Regions from separate parts of the Ovis aries genome. Here region 1 is linked to region 2. Evidence: chromatin contacts called from public Hi-C data. All regions are on one chromosome and are shown on one strand. The core of a region is the stretch at or near the end of the contact, and the rest is flanking DNA. Distances in the headings are between cores, read along the strand shown. Region 1 overlaps MAML2 (mastermind like transcriptional coactivator 2). Region 2 overlaps MAML2 (mastermind like transcriptional coactivator 2).

Evidence for each region. A called contact is a pair of places that touch in the nucleus more often than the background predicts.
Region 1: a Hi-C map of omental adipose tissue shows a contact between it and region 2, with 1.7 times the contacts expected there. The contact joins two enhancer-like sites. A contact is called at or near these places in 4 of 16 Hi-C or Micro-C datasets (hypothalamus, omental adipose tissue, skin fibroblasts and 1 more).

What each region holds. Positions count from the first base shown.
Region 1 is chr15:13,813,503-13,819,866 of ARS-UI_Ramb_v3.0, reverse strand. The region is part of intron 2 of MAML2 (mastermind like transcriptional coactivator 2); the gene reads right to left. Among named protein-coding and RNA genes, the nearest start is that of MTMR2, 140 kb to the left of the region's middle. Within about 2 kb of position 2,931, at least 17 of the 54 cell types and tissues checked have an H3K27ac peak or open chromatin away from gene starts, as enhancers often do.
Region 2 is chr15:13,598,248-13,604,108 of ARS-UI_Ramb_v3.0, reverse strand. The region is part of intron 1 of MAML2 (mastermind like transcriptional coactivator 2); the gene reads right to left. Among named protein-coding and RNA genes, the nearest start is that of MAML2, 89 kb to the right of the region's middle. Within about 2 kb of position 2,473, at least 7 of the 54 cell types and tissues checked have an H3K27ac peak or open chromatin away from gene starts, as enhancers often do.

The sequences.
Region 1 (6,364 bases), core at 1,682-4,181, 220 kb before region 2:
AGAGCATGTCCTGAAGCTCAAAAGGGTTCTAGAAAATGATTCCGTTCTAATAACGTCCATTTCTATAAATGACCAAGTGAATGTAGGACTGAATTTTCTGGCACAGTTGTAAGCGGACAAAACATGCAGTTGAAATTTTTGGAGGAAGGACGCTTCACACTCCAGTGAATCAGTGATGTTCTGACGTCTCCAAGAGAAACCAAACCATTCAGAATCTGCTCCGTGTTATTTAGCACGTTTCCCTTCCATTATACATTTCGGTTCCCATGTCTCTGTGAGTGGATCTGGACTTTTCAGACCATATAATCCTGATTTTTTTTTTTTTTTTTTTTAGAAAATCACACTATCTACATTATCACACAGCAGAAAAGCACCCAAATAACCATTTTATGACATTTCAATGGGAAACATTCATGCAAGAACAGAGGGCCTGGATCTAAATGAGAAAAAGACTAAATGAGAAGAAAACGGGAATTTAAGTGAAAATTACAGGGTGTTGTGCTTTTTTCATGAGTATAAATGTGCTGCAGTTCTTTAAAGCTGAGGCCCTCCTTTTGAAGACTGAAGTGCCAGGTTCAATGTTACTACTCCTTGGGAGAAAATTAGGGTCCCTTGAAAATTAAATCATCACTTTTACAGTCATCGCCAAGTTTTAGTTTACTGATAGTAGTATTGTGGCTGGGATCTAAAAGAGTTACTCCTTTCAAAACTGTGCAAGGCAGTAGCTCAAAGAGTGGATAATCCAAACCCGTATCTTGAATATCATAGTCTGTTTCTCATGATACCAGTGGTACTAAGTAACATTCTTCGGTGTCATGGAAAGGGAAACCAAGAAAGCAAGAGTCTGAGTCTCATGAGGACTTGGACCTGGAATCAGCAGCTTTGACTCCCATGTTATTCTGAAACTGAAATCTATGCATATGCATAGATGAAAGAAACTCAAGGAGCAGACAGCTGTGCCCTGTGTATCTGGTGATTTGGGGACAATCATTATTTGCTTGATCGTTTCTCCTTGAGGAATCTGGTTGTCAAATTCCCAAGAAAATGCTCCCATAGAGATGCATTTAGAAATCCTCTAAGTTTGTCTTAAGCACAGGGGCAGCTATTCTTTTGATGACAAGAAGTTGTCTGCCTGCACTGTTCTTTCCCTCAGGTTTTTCTGGATGGAGTTGTTCAGTTGCTGAGTCACGTCTAATTCTTCACGACCCTGTGGATCTCAGCACGCGAGGCTCCCCTGTGCTTCACTGTCTCCTGGAGTTTGCTCAGATTTATGTCCTTTGAGTCAGTGATACTATCTAACCATTTCATCCTCTGCTGCCCTCTTCTTCTTTTGCCTTCAATCTTTCCCAGCATCAGGGTCTTTTCCAATGAGTCTGCTCTTTGCATCAGGTGGCCAAAGAATTGGCATTTCAGCTTCAGCATCAGTCCTTCAAATGAATATTCAGGGTTGATTTCCTTGAGGATTGGCTGGTTTGACCTCCTTGCAGTCCAAGGGACTCTTAAGAGTCTTCTCTAGCACCACAGTTCTCCAGTACCACAATTTTGGATGAAGAGATGGTGTGATTTCCTGAGATGAGTGAAAGACAAAAATTCACCCAAGAGAGTGAGCATCTGAAGGGTAACTGAGGGCTGGAGACAGGAAACCAAAGTAATGCTGGCCGTTTTCCTGAATAATGTCATGAGAAGAGGAAAATACAAAAGTGGAAAGCGAGTTTGAAAAGATGAACACAGTTCTCTATTAAGTGCACCAGTTGTTCAGATAGAGAGAAAAAAGGAAGCCAGACTTGCTTCCTTGAAATATGGGTGTCTACCACCAATCTGCTTTTGACATCTGGATATCAGGACACCAACACAGAGTGGAGGATCCACCAATTCTATAAGACAAGCAACTTCCTTTCTGTAGGAAAGGTGTAAACACCTGAAAGTCAGAGTTTCAAAAGAAATGTTTCCAGGTAAGTAATTTCATTTCAAACAAAACTTCCCTTTGTCCCTTCTTTCTCTGTTTTTTCCATTTTCCCTTGCCTTCTTCCAGTTTTCTCATTTCTGATGCTTTCTCTGTGTTAGGAGGAAGTATCTCAAATGAATCGTGCTTAATTTAAATACGTGCTGTGCTCAGTCGTGTCTGACTCTTTGCAACCCCATGGACTGTAGCCCACTAGGCTCCTCTGTCCATGGGATTCTCCAGGCAAGAATACTGGAATGGGTTGCCATGCCTTCCTCCAGGGGATCTTCCCAAGCCAGGGATCAAACTTGAGTCTCTTGCGTCTCCTGCTTTGGCAGGTTGATTCTTTACGATGGAGCCACTTGCAAAGCCCTACTATAAATATACCCCATAGGTATAAAGGTAACAAAAGAAGAAAAACTAATTTCTGTGTCATTTTTCTAGTACTTCTTCATGGGCAAAAAAGCCTTTGCTTTTCACTTTATCTGGCTGAGAGCAGTACAAGCTTCCCAGCTGCACACAGGGTACCCTTTCTGATGGACAAATTGATTGCCATGAGTAACAACAATACTAACTGAAAACAACAAATCCTAAGTGTGACCAGAGGTTACTTAACCTCTGGGACAGACGGTTCTTCAAAGCAGCGTGAGACATATTTACTGAAAATCTGCCACGTTCCAAGTAAGGTGAATCAGACAGTTAATGTGAAAGCAGTGCTTAGCACAGGCACGTCACTGAAGAGAAGCCTCAGAACAAAATAGGAAGCCCGCTCCCACCCCGACTTAAAGAAAAAAGTTTATTGCAGAGAGAAATGGCTATTTCAGCCATCGCGTGAAAACAATCCGACGGCTCCTTGCCCTGATGTTCTTTTCATGTGTTTAATCAGTAAAGAGAAAGTAAATAGAAAGTTCGAGAGGGGCAGGAGCAGGGTACTATTCGTCTTGGTTCATCTTACAGAGAATGACTCAAAAGGAACAGAAAGTTGCTGCAACTGTGATGTGGCATTTATAATAAATGGCTCAACCTCATAAGGGCCAGACACTCAGCGATTTAACTGGTAATGCCAGGGGGATGATGTAGAATTTCCTGTACTGTTTTAACTTCTCAATAAGCATGTAGACACTGCAGCGAAACCCAGGTAAAAAGTTCACAGCTGGAGGGGGTGTATAGGAAATGCTCTGGAAAGCTGTAAGCTTACATAGGCATCCGGCTGGAAACGGCCCTGGAGGGCGGGGGGTGGTGTCGGGGGGGTCACACATGGTAATAATTTGAAATTTACAGAATATGGGTTTTAAGCACTACGGTAAAGGTAGCAGAGTTTTCTCCCAACTGGGTTCTGAAATACGGCCTGGCAGAAGGGTGTGGAATGTACAAATAGACCAGTTAACAGAATCTGGGTGTGCTTAAACAGTAGAGCTATTAATTTTACTTCTTAAGGTATCCAGGAGGGCAAGCACCCTTCGCCACCAGCTCTCCTCACCCAGAGAGTGTCCATTTTTTTCTCTATTTTTTATTGGGGGTATAGCCAATTAATAAATAACGTGATAATTTCAGGTGAGCAGTGAAGGGACTCAGCCATACATATGGTGGTGGTGGTTTAGTTGCTAAGTCATGTCCGACTCTTGCGACCCCATGGACAGTAGCCTGCCCGGCTCCTCTGTCCATAGGATTCTCCAGGCAAGAATGCTGGAGCGAGTAGTCACACATATACATGCATCCATTTCCTCCAAACTCCCCTCCCATCCTGGCGCCACATAACCGCAGGGTTCCCTGTGCCACTGTCCGTCCTTGTTGCTTATCCATTTTAAATAGAGCAGCGTGGACCTGTGCACCTCAAACTCCCTGACAGTCCCTTCTCCCCACCCGAAGATGAATCTCAAATGCTGTATCAACTACCACTCCCTGTTTTAAAGTCTCACCTAAAACTTTGTACCTAGGAGTATTCGTTTTTTCCTGGAACCTTCTTAAGTGTGTCCTTCTCTTTGTGACCCCTTTCCTCCCCTTCAGCCTCTCCTACCATGAGATTATAATCATCTCCACGACAAGGACCAACTCCTGTTCTCTGTTACCCTGAAGTCAAGTAGGATTATGTTGCCAACACCTCCCTGCAACCCACAAGAAATAAAGCTTTTTAGTGGCTTCCCATTGACTTTAGGATCAAGCCTAACAAGCTCTCTAACATGGCTCCTACAAGGGTCTCCATAATTCGGCCCCAGTCTGATCCAACCTCCCGTCATTCTCTTTGGCCCTTGACCCATCTTTTCTTGCTGACATGTGCCCGCCCTCTCACTCCTTGGCTTTGGGTGTACTGTTCCCTGGCCTGGGACAAGCTGCCCACCCATCTCTGCCCACTTCTGTCTGCTGCTGACTCTCCCCTCAGGGCTCACAGTCTTCTTTGGGGACCCTTTTCACACCCCCAACAAAGTTACACATCCCCGAACTTCCCTGTACTTCCCCCCTCATAACTTACTCTTCATTTTTATTATTTGTATCTGTTTTAGTGTCCGTTTTCCCAGCTAGATGGCAAGTTCTAGGAAGTCAGGGCCCCCTCCTCTCTCTAGTGCTCCACCTTCGACGCCTAGGGCATAAGGCGTCGATGTATGGTTCTACTATATGAGAACTCAATAAATTTTATTATTTGAGTCAATGAATGAATGAATGAATAGCTACTGTAATAAGCACCACCATGTGCTGAGTGCTTACTAGGTGCCAATGAGCATGCTGCATATTTTATACACATTATGCCACTTAGCCATCACAGTGGTCCCATTATTACCTCTGATACACATTATTACTCCTATTTATAGATGAGAAAACCAAGTCTTGGAGAGGTTTTTAATGACTCGGGTTACCTAGCTGGAAAAGGACAAAGCTGGGATCTGTGCCCAAGGTTGCCTCAGTCCAAAACTGAGGGCTTTTTATGGGGTCATAGGTTCCTGAAATAGCTACCCAGTAAATGCTCATTAAAAAAATACACAGAGTATTGAGTAGAGTTCCCTGTGCTATACAGTACGTTTTATTAGTTATCTATTTTATATGTAGTAGGGTATATATGTCAATCCCAATCTCCCAGTTTATCCCTTCCTCCCAGTTTCTTTTCTGATAACCATGTTTGTTTTCTACATCTGTGATTCTATTATGGGAATAGAATCTAAAAGAGAGTGAATATATGTGTGTGTATATATATATAATGGATTCATTTTGCTGTACAGCAGAAACTAATACAATATTGAAAATCAACTACTTCAAAAAATTAATTTAAAAAATACACACATACAGAAAGACTTATGAATATGTTAAGTTCTTCTGATTTGAGAATCCCTTTGTAACTGTATTTGATATGAATTGATATGATTAGAACTAATTCCAACAAAGTCTATAAATTCCTCACCCAAATCCAGTCCTGAATTTCCTTTTTTTTTTTTTTTTGCCTGTTAATACAATGTCTTCTGGACCAGAGTTCAACCAAGGGTTTCAGTTCTGCTCAGATGTTGCCTAAGTGCTTAGAAGTGAGCTGAGTTCATGTCTGTACAACAAGCCAAGGATGGCCAGAAATCTTTTACCAAAGGGACCTAAGGTTCGTGGTTGGCCAGCTATGGGACACCATTGTATGACATCTTCTTCTTCTGTTGCCCTAAAGATATATGATTTGATGTAGTGCCAGGTTAGTACCAAGGTTCCTAAGAATGACAATATTTACTTCGCAATTCATAAAACGTGTAAGGTTAGGTCACAGCACATCAGCTTAATATAAGAAAACTCTCCACTAAGAGGATGATTCAGGTACGGACCGTCTGTGTTCCTAGAGGATGGATGGATGGAAGTAGGAGACCATGGATCAAGTCCACTCTAGAAAATGATGTGCACTTTAGGTGGATAGTTAGGTAAGAGGACTTCTCATGTCCTTTCAAATTCTGTGAGGAGGAAAGCTTGATGAAATGTTTATGTAAATTATTTTCTGGGTTTGTCTGAATGCTGAAAAATACTTGTGACGTATATATGTGCATATTGAATATAGCCAAGCTCTGGATTCAGACATCCCTAAGTTCAAGTCCTTTCTCTACCCTTACCAGCTATGTGCCTTGGATGAATCTTTGGGCCTCTCTAAGCCTCAATTTCCTTTCCCATGAGTAATAAAATTCACCTTTATACTTGTAGAAGACAATCTCTTCAGACGATGGGATATTCAGATGCATGATCTTGCGAAGTTAAATAATCCCCACACACCTCATTGTGCTGTAATATGTGGAGGATAATAATAATATCTTTCTCCAAAAATTATTACAAGGATTAAATGAATTAAAAACGTAAAGTGCTTGAACTGTGTTTGGCCCAGAATAAATCTTCAGTTGGTTTTAATCACTGTTATTATGATCATGGAAACAACTGATTTTTTCTAAATACTTTTCATGTAGGAGTTTC
Region 2 (5,861 bases), core at 1,224-3,723:
TCCTGCGTGTGTGAGCTTATTCTCTCAGTTATATCCGACTCTTTGTGACCCCACGGATTGTAGCCCACCAGGCTCCTCTGTCCATGGGATTCTCACATTTACCATATTTCTGGAGATAGGTCATCGTTGGTATTTGGTTGAGTAGCTCAATAATATCAAGGCTCAGTATCAGTGGAATAGATTTCCATTTCCTTCTCCAGGGGATCTTCCCAACCCAGAGATCAAACCTGGGTCTCCCGCACTGCAGGCGGACACTCAGACTTTTACGTCTGCAACAACTTAGCATTGTTACACCATCCCCTAGTTCACGACATTTATTTAGAGGAAGGACAAGACGTATCATATAGTTGTCACTATGCAATTACTTGTTTTGACTGCATATATTTTTACCCAAGTTTCTAATCTTATTTTTCTGTATAAGGCAAAGATATCAGCTAATGGGATGCTTGGCTTATCCTCCGTCCTTTTTATAATACCGGACCACTATCAGAGAATTTTAAGAGAAATGTAACATAAGGAATGGAAAGGGCAAAGCAGTCTTATGTGGTCACTTGCAACGTACATGACACAGCAAGCTACTTCAACTCTCTGAACCTCATAGGGCTCATTTATAAAATGAAGAGTTCAATTAGGTCATTCTTTCAGTTTTATGTTCTAAAAAGTTTGATTATAAGCAACCATGTTGTATAATCACAGACAGCTGTATAATCCTGTTTTTGACTAACAAGGAAGATGTCATAGTTCTAATCCATCACCATGAACAAAAATTTAAATTGTAAAACTTATATTCGATAGAGTCAGAGTTCATAAAAATCAATGACATTCTCTGGCTCAAAGAGCCACTTCCCTCCTGATTGATGATTCTCTGATAGTGTTTTCAAAAGGTGGTCTGTAGTCCGTGCATCTGGCTGGGTCCCACTCAAGAGGTACTGGCCAGAATTTCTGGGATGTCACTCAGAAATCTGCCCTGTTCACCAGCATCCTGCGACATGCTGACCTACACCAAAGTCTGAGCACCACTAATTGGACCTAAGTGTCACTAAAAGTGAAATTGAGATGTAAGTAGACTAAAATTATATAGAGGGTGTGATCGTCAAGGGCTTCCCAGGTGGCTCAGTGGTAAAGAATCTGCCTGCCAATGCAGGAGATGTGGGTTCGATCCCTGGGTCAGGAAGATTCCTCTGGAGAAGAAATGACAATCCACCCCAGTACTGCCTGGAGAATCCCATGGACAGAGGAGCCTGGCAAGCTACAGTCCATGGGGCTGCAAAGAGTCAAACACGACTTTACACATGATGATCAAACAAAATGCTCAGTCACAAAGTCAGCTCTTTATTTTTCTAAATGTGCTGACTTAAAGTAACGTAAAATGTTCTCATAGATAAGATTAAACTTGACCCTCAATGCATTCTTGATTGCATACTTAGAATTCACAGAAATCAAAGTAAAAAACTTCCCCAGGATTCTGATTCCTGCTCATTTTGTTTCCTCTTGTTTTTCTCTTCCTGTTACCATTTGTTTTCATTTAAAACATTTAATCCATGTTTTAAAAACCCTTGTTTTAATGCTCTATTTCATCTGCCACCCCAGAAATGGCAAGTTTTTGGTTGCAAGTGCCATATTTTTATGGCTTACTATAATCTCATCTGCCTGCACTTTCTGGCTTGTTTTCAATACTGTCATCCATTAATAAACCAAAGAATTTGCATTTACTTTGCATCTATGTGTTTATAGATCTTTACATGGCTAAGTATGACCGTAATCATTATACTGCTCCTCCAGGAGTTAAAAGTTTGAAAATTCCTATTCTAGTTTGTGTATTTTATTGGATTGAGTATATTATGGTATTATCATATCTACATAAACAATTTACTTCTTAAGATTACTTTATTCACCCTAAGTTTAGTTGTACTATCACATCTTTAACCAATTGTGGTTTATTCAGTTTTATCACAAATCAGTAAAAATAAAATGTTCTGTAAAATCCCATGTCTAATTCAGGTATGTTTTGAATCTGCTTCCTATGGCTGTTAAAAGTTGGAGCTAGAGCTGTAAGAGAACAATACTGCTTGCTAATGTTTCAAAGCCAATAAGACCATTTGAAAGGCAAGATAAAACAAACCAAAACAAACACATTGAGTAAAAAAAAGGCTGAAGCCCTTATAATTCCAACCATTTAAGAGCGATATTAGTCATTGTTATTTCATCACAGTAATATGTTTGGCATTTCTAAAGTGTTTCTCAATCAAAAAATGTCCATGTATCTTGCAAAAAATCAAACTATTAATGAATCATCCAGAATGCCATAAAAGGAAGTCGGATGTCCACTGTGAAGGATGAAGACCACAGAGGCAGATGAGCCCACACTGTGACCTGCATGCCCCTCAAGGGAGAGCAAAGACGGTCCTGAAAGAAGCGGAAAGTAGAGTGGGGTTCTGAGAGTTCACACACCTGTAAGCACAGCAGAAATCCCTTCAGTCTGTACTTTGTCTCTGCAGGTGTGGAGGGAGGCTGCGGTGGCACAAGAGCACTTGGAGCAGGCCAAGTGGTTGGTCTCATTAAAAGGGGACCCAAAAGGCAGGAGATGAATTAGGAGTTTGGGATTAACAGAAGCACAATACTATATATAAAACAGATAACCAAAAAGGACCCACTACATAGCTCAGGGAAACATACTCAGTATTTTGTAATAACCTCTAAGAGAAAAGAATCTGAGATACACACACACACGTATAATTGAATCATTTTGTTGGACACCTAAAACTAACACAACATTGCAGATCACCTATACTTCAATAAAAAATAAATACAAATACAAAAACAAAAATGAAAGGGCACCCAATTTGGAATCAAGAGACTTGACTGTGTGTATCCTTATTTCTTAGTTGCATAACCTTGAGCCTGTTGAAATCTCCCGGATAGAGACTATGTTTGCCCTCATAAAAGATCTGTAACAGTGTGCTAACATACTTCCTTCTCGGGGCCTTTCTGAGGGAAAATTGAGATAATGTATGAAAATCCCTGTGAAGTAAATGTTGGTTCTGACTGTAATTCACAGAAGAGCCGGATCACTTCCCTGGATCCTGTAACCTGAGTTGTGGCCACGTGTACCCGCGTGTCTCCTGCCTGGGCTGTCTTTCCTACATTTGCCCACGTTTGCCTCAGCAACTCTGCATCCCCATGGAAACTGGCTGGGTTTGTAAAGCCTCCTCGTACACCAAGGTGTTGCCAGCTGTCGCTGAATTGGTTACAAAGCGAGGACCCCACCAGCTCATGTCTTGTATGACCCAGACCCCCTACTCAGTTTCGTATCTGGAAACTCTGACTCTTGCGTGCTGCAGGAGAAAAAAGGATCTCCAAACCAATACCTACCTCTGGCAGGAATGTGCAGTGGAACAGACTGAGGCAAAAATAAGTCATTTGAACACAATATGCAACAGTGTGTACAAATATGCTTTATGGCTGAACTTGAGCTTTTTCTGATTGTTAACATGTCCCGTTCTTTTGTGCCACCCACACAAAAATGTGTTCTATTAGGAGTCAGGTTCTATTCCTGACCCTCTTAGTCAGACTGGGCAAGCTGTTTTAATTTCCCTCAGCTTTATTTTATCCATTTTGGAATCTCTCCTCATGGACTCTACCTTATTGAAGTTTCAAGTTATATCTTTGAAGCTAATAAAGGAGGGTCTGCAAATGAAGAATTAGGAATCATACCCGAAGTTGTAATGCTGGATCACTTCTCAAGATGCTTCTGAAATGAAAACGCTGAAAGGAGTGCAAGTCCCTGACATATTTGCTACACTAAATACACGTTTCTTCAGCCGTACACATAAATCCTTTCATTATAAGAGGAGTTCTGAACGGCAAGACCCTCTGACTTCAGCAAAAAGTTAGCAGATGGCACAGACTTAGCCATACCAGGGTTATAACATTAACATAAGGAATTCAAATTGCTATGGAAACAAAACATACTATTTACTCCTTAGGGCACAAAACAAGAGCTTTCCCGGTGGCTCAGTGGTAAAGAATCCTCCTGCCAGTGCAGGAGACACAGGCGATGTGGGTTCAATCCTAGGATCAGGAAGATCCCCTGGGGAAGAGCATGACAACCCACTGCAGTATTTGTGCCTGGAGAATGCCATGGACAGAGGAGCCTGGTGGGCTTCAGTCCATGGAGTCACAAAGAGTCGGACATGACTGAAGCGACTGGGCATAGCACAGGGCATGAACAAACAGTATCAGCTAACTTTTCCTCGGGTCTTGGTAGAAACTGCCACAGAGGAGGCCAGATTCCAGAAGAGGTCAGAAAGGTGGCAGATCAACATGCTCAGTGCAAAGCATCTTAGTCCATGCAAATGGACAGAAAAATGAGTGCCCTTTCCTGACCCCAGTGCTTGGAAGAGGAGGCGAGAGAGAGTTTGCAGGGGCAAAAAATGCGACAGGAAAATGACAGTGATACCTTGCTCATGAATTACTGCTGCAAACATTGTAATCCTTTGAGGGAACAACTGAAATACAGCTTCTGAGGTAGCTGCACTGCACTGAAGCCTGCAGCGTGGAAACTGAGCTCAGGAGAAAAAGGAACAGGTAACTCAGCAGTGACGACCGTGACCCTCCTACATCCGTCCTGGGCTGGAGTTTTAAGAAGATGACAGCCTTTCAAAACCCTTATTCTGAGTATCACTGGTAAGGTGAAATTGACCACATCTCTTGAGAAAAATGAATTGTCTCTTAAAGCAGTCAACCATTTTCAAATGCAGGGTTTACTTCCAGGAGAGAAGCTGGAAACTGATTGATATGTTATTTCCTAGGTGCTGAGTGGCAGGATGCGCTTCTAGGTTTCCTGTGCCATGACACCCTTGCCCCCTTCTGGGGCTGGGTGTGTTCCAAGGACACACCTCAATAATCATCATACTCAGGGAGGTGTGTCATAGTGGGGCCCCTCTGTGATGGAATATTCAAGGCATATAAATTTAGAAATACTGGAGACTAACTAAACCATAACCTTATGGAAAAGTAACTCTTCCATTGAGCACATCACATATTCTTTCACATAGTAGGTCCACAGGTAATTTTTAAGAGAATGAAAGAATGGCCACGCAGCCTTCCGAGGAAGGGTATAGCACTCCTAGCGCCTAACGTGTATATGTGCACAATCTAGGAAAAAAAGGAAAAAGATTTCCTTGCAAGTATAGAAAATTTATCAGCTCCTTGGACTTTGATAGAAAATACACAGTCTTTAAAGAAAAGGGTGAAAAACAATAACAGAGTCAGTGCTGAGCCGATGGCTGAAGTACAGAAAAACATTCTAATAGAGAATGGGCTGGTTTCAATAAGCCCTAAGACAATAGAAAAGTTATGTCTCCATTGAGTGAAATTCCTACCCCACATATTAAGACAGTGGCACACACATAGACCAAAGAGAGGAAATATATGATTATAGGTGCTGGACTCAGCCAACACAAATGCAGCATGCGTATCTATTTCAACAGCAATGTGGAACTGCTCAGTTTCTAGCCAGGGGACAAAAGAAAAGGAGGCATCAGGGGAAAACAACAACAACAAAAATCCTTCCCTACAGTTTCCCCAAGGCAACCAGAAAGTGAAACTTAATTAAACAACTGAAATGTAATTACCTACCGCTTACCACACGTGGTGCTGATGTGTGCTTCCCATTCTCCGTGCCTTATTAACTGCCCTGTGCTGCCTGGAGGTGGGCGAGAAGCATTGGATCGGGGTAGCCTTGGCAGGCGGGGGAATAAGGAAAGCACTGCTGACTCTGCTCCCCCTTCAGGGGTTCGATTCCTCCAGGAGCCGGTTTCAGCTGGCCGCACTCCAGGCTGAGACTGTGAGTTGTGTCT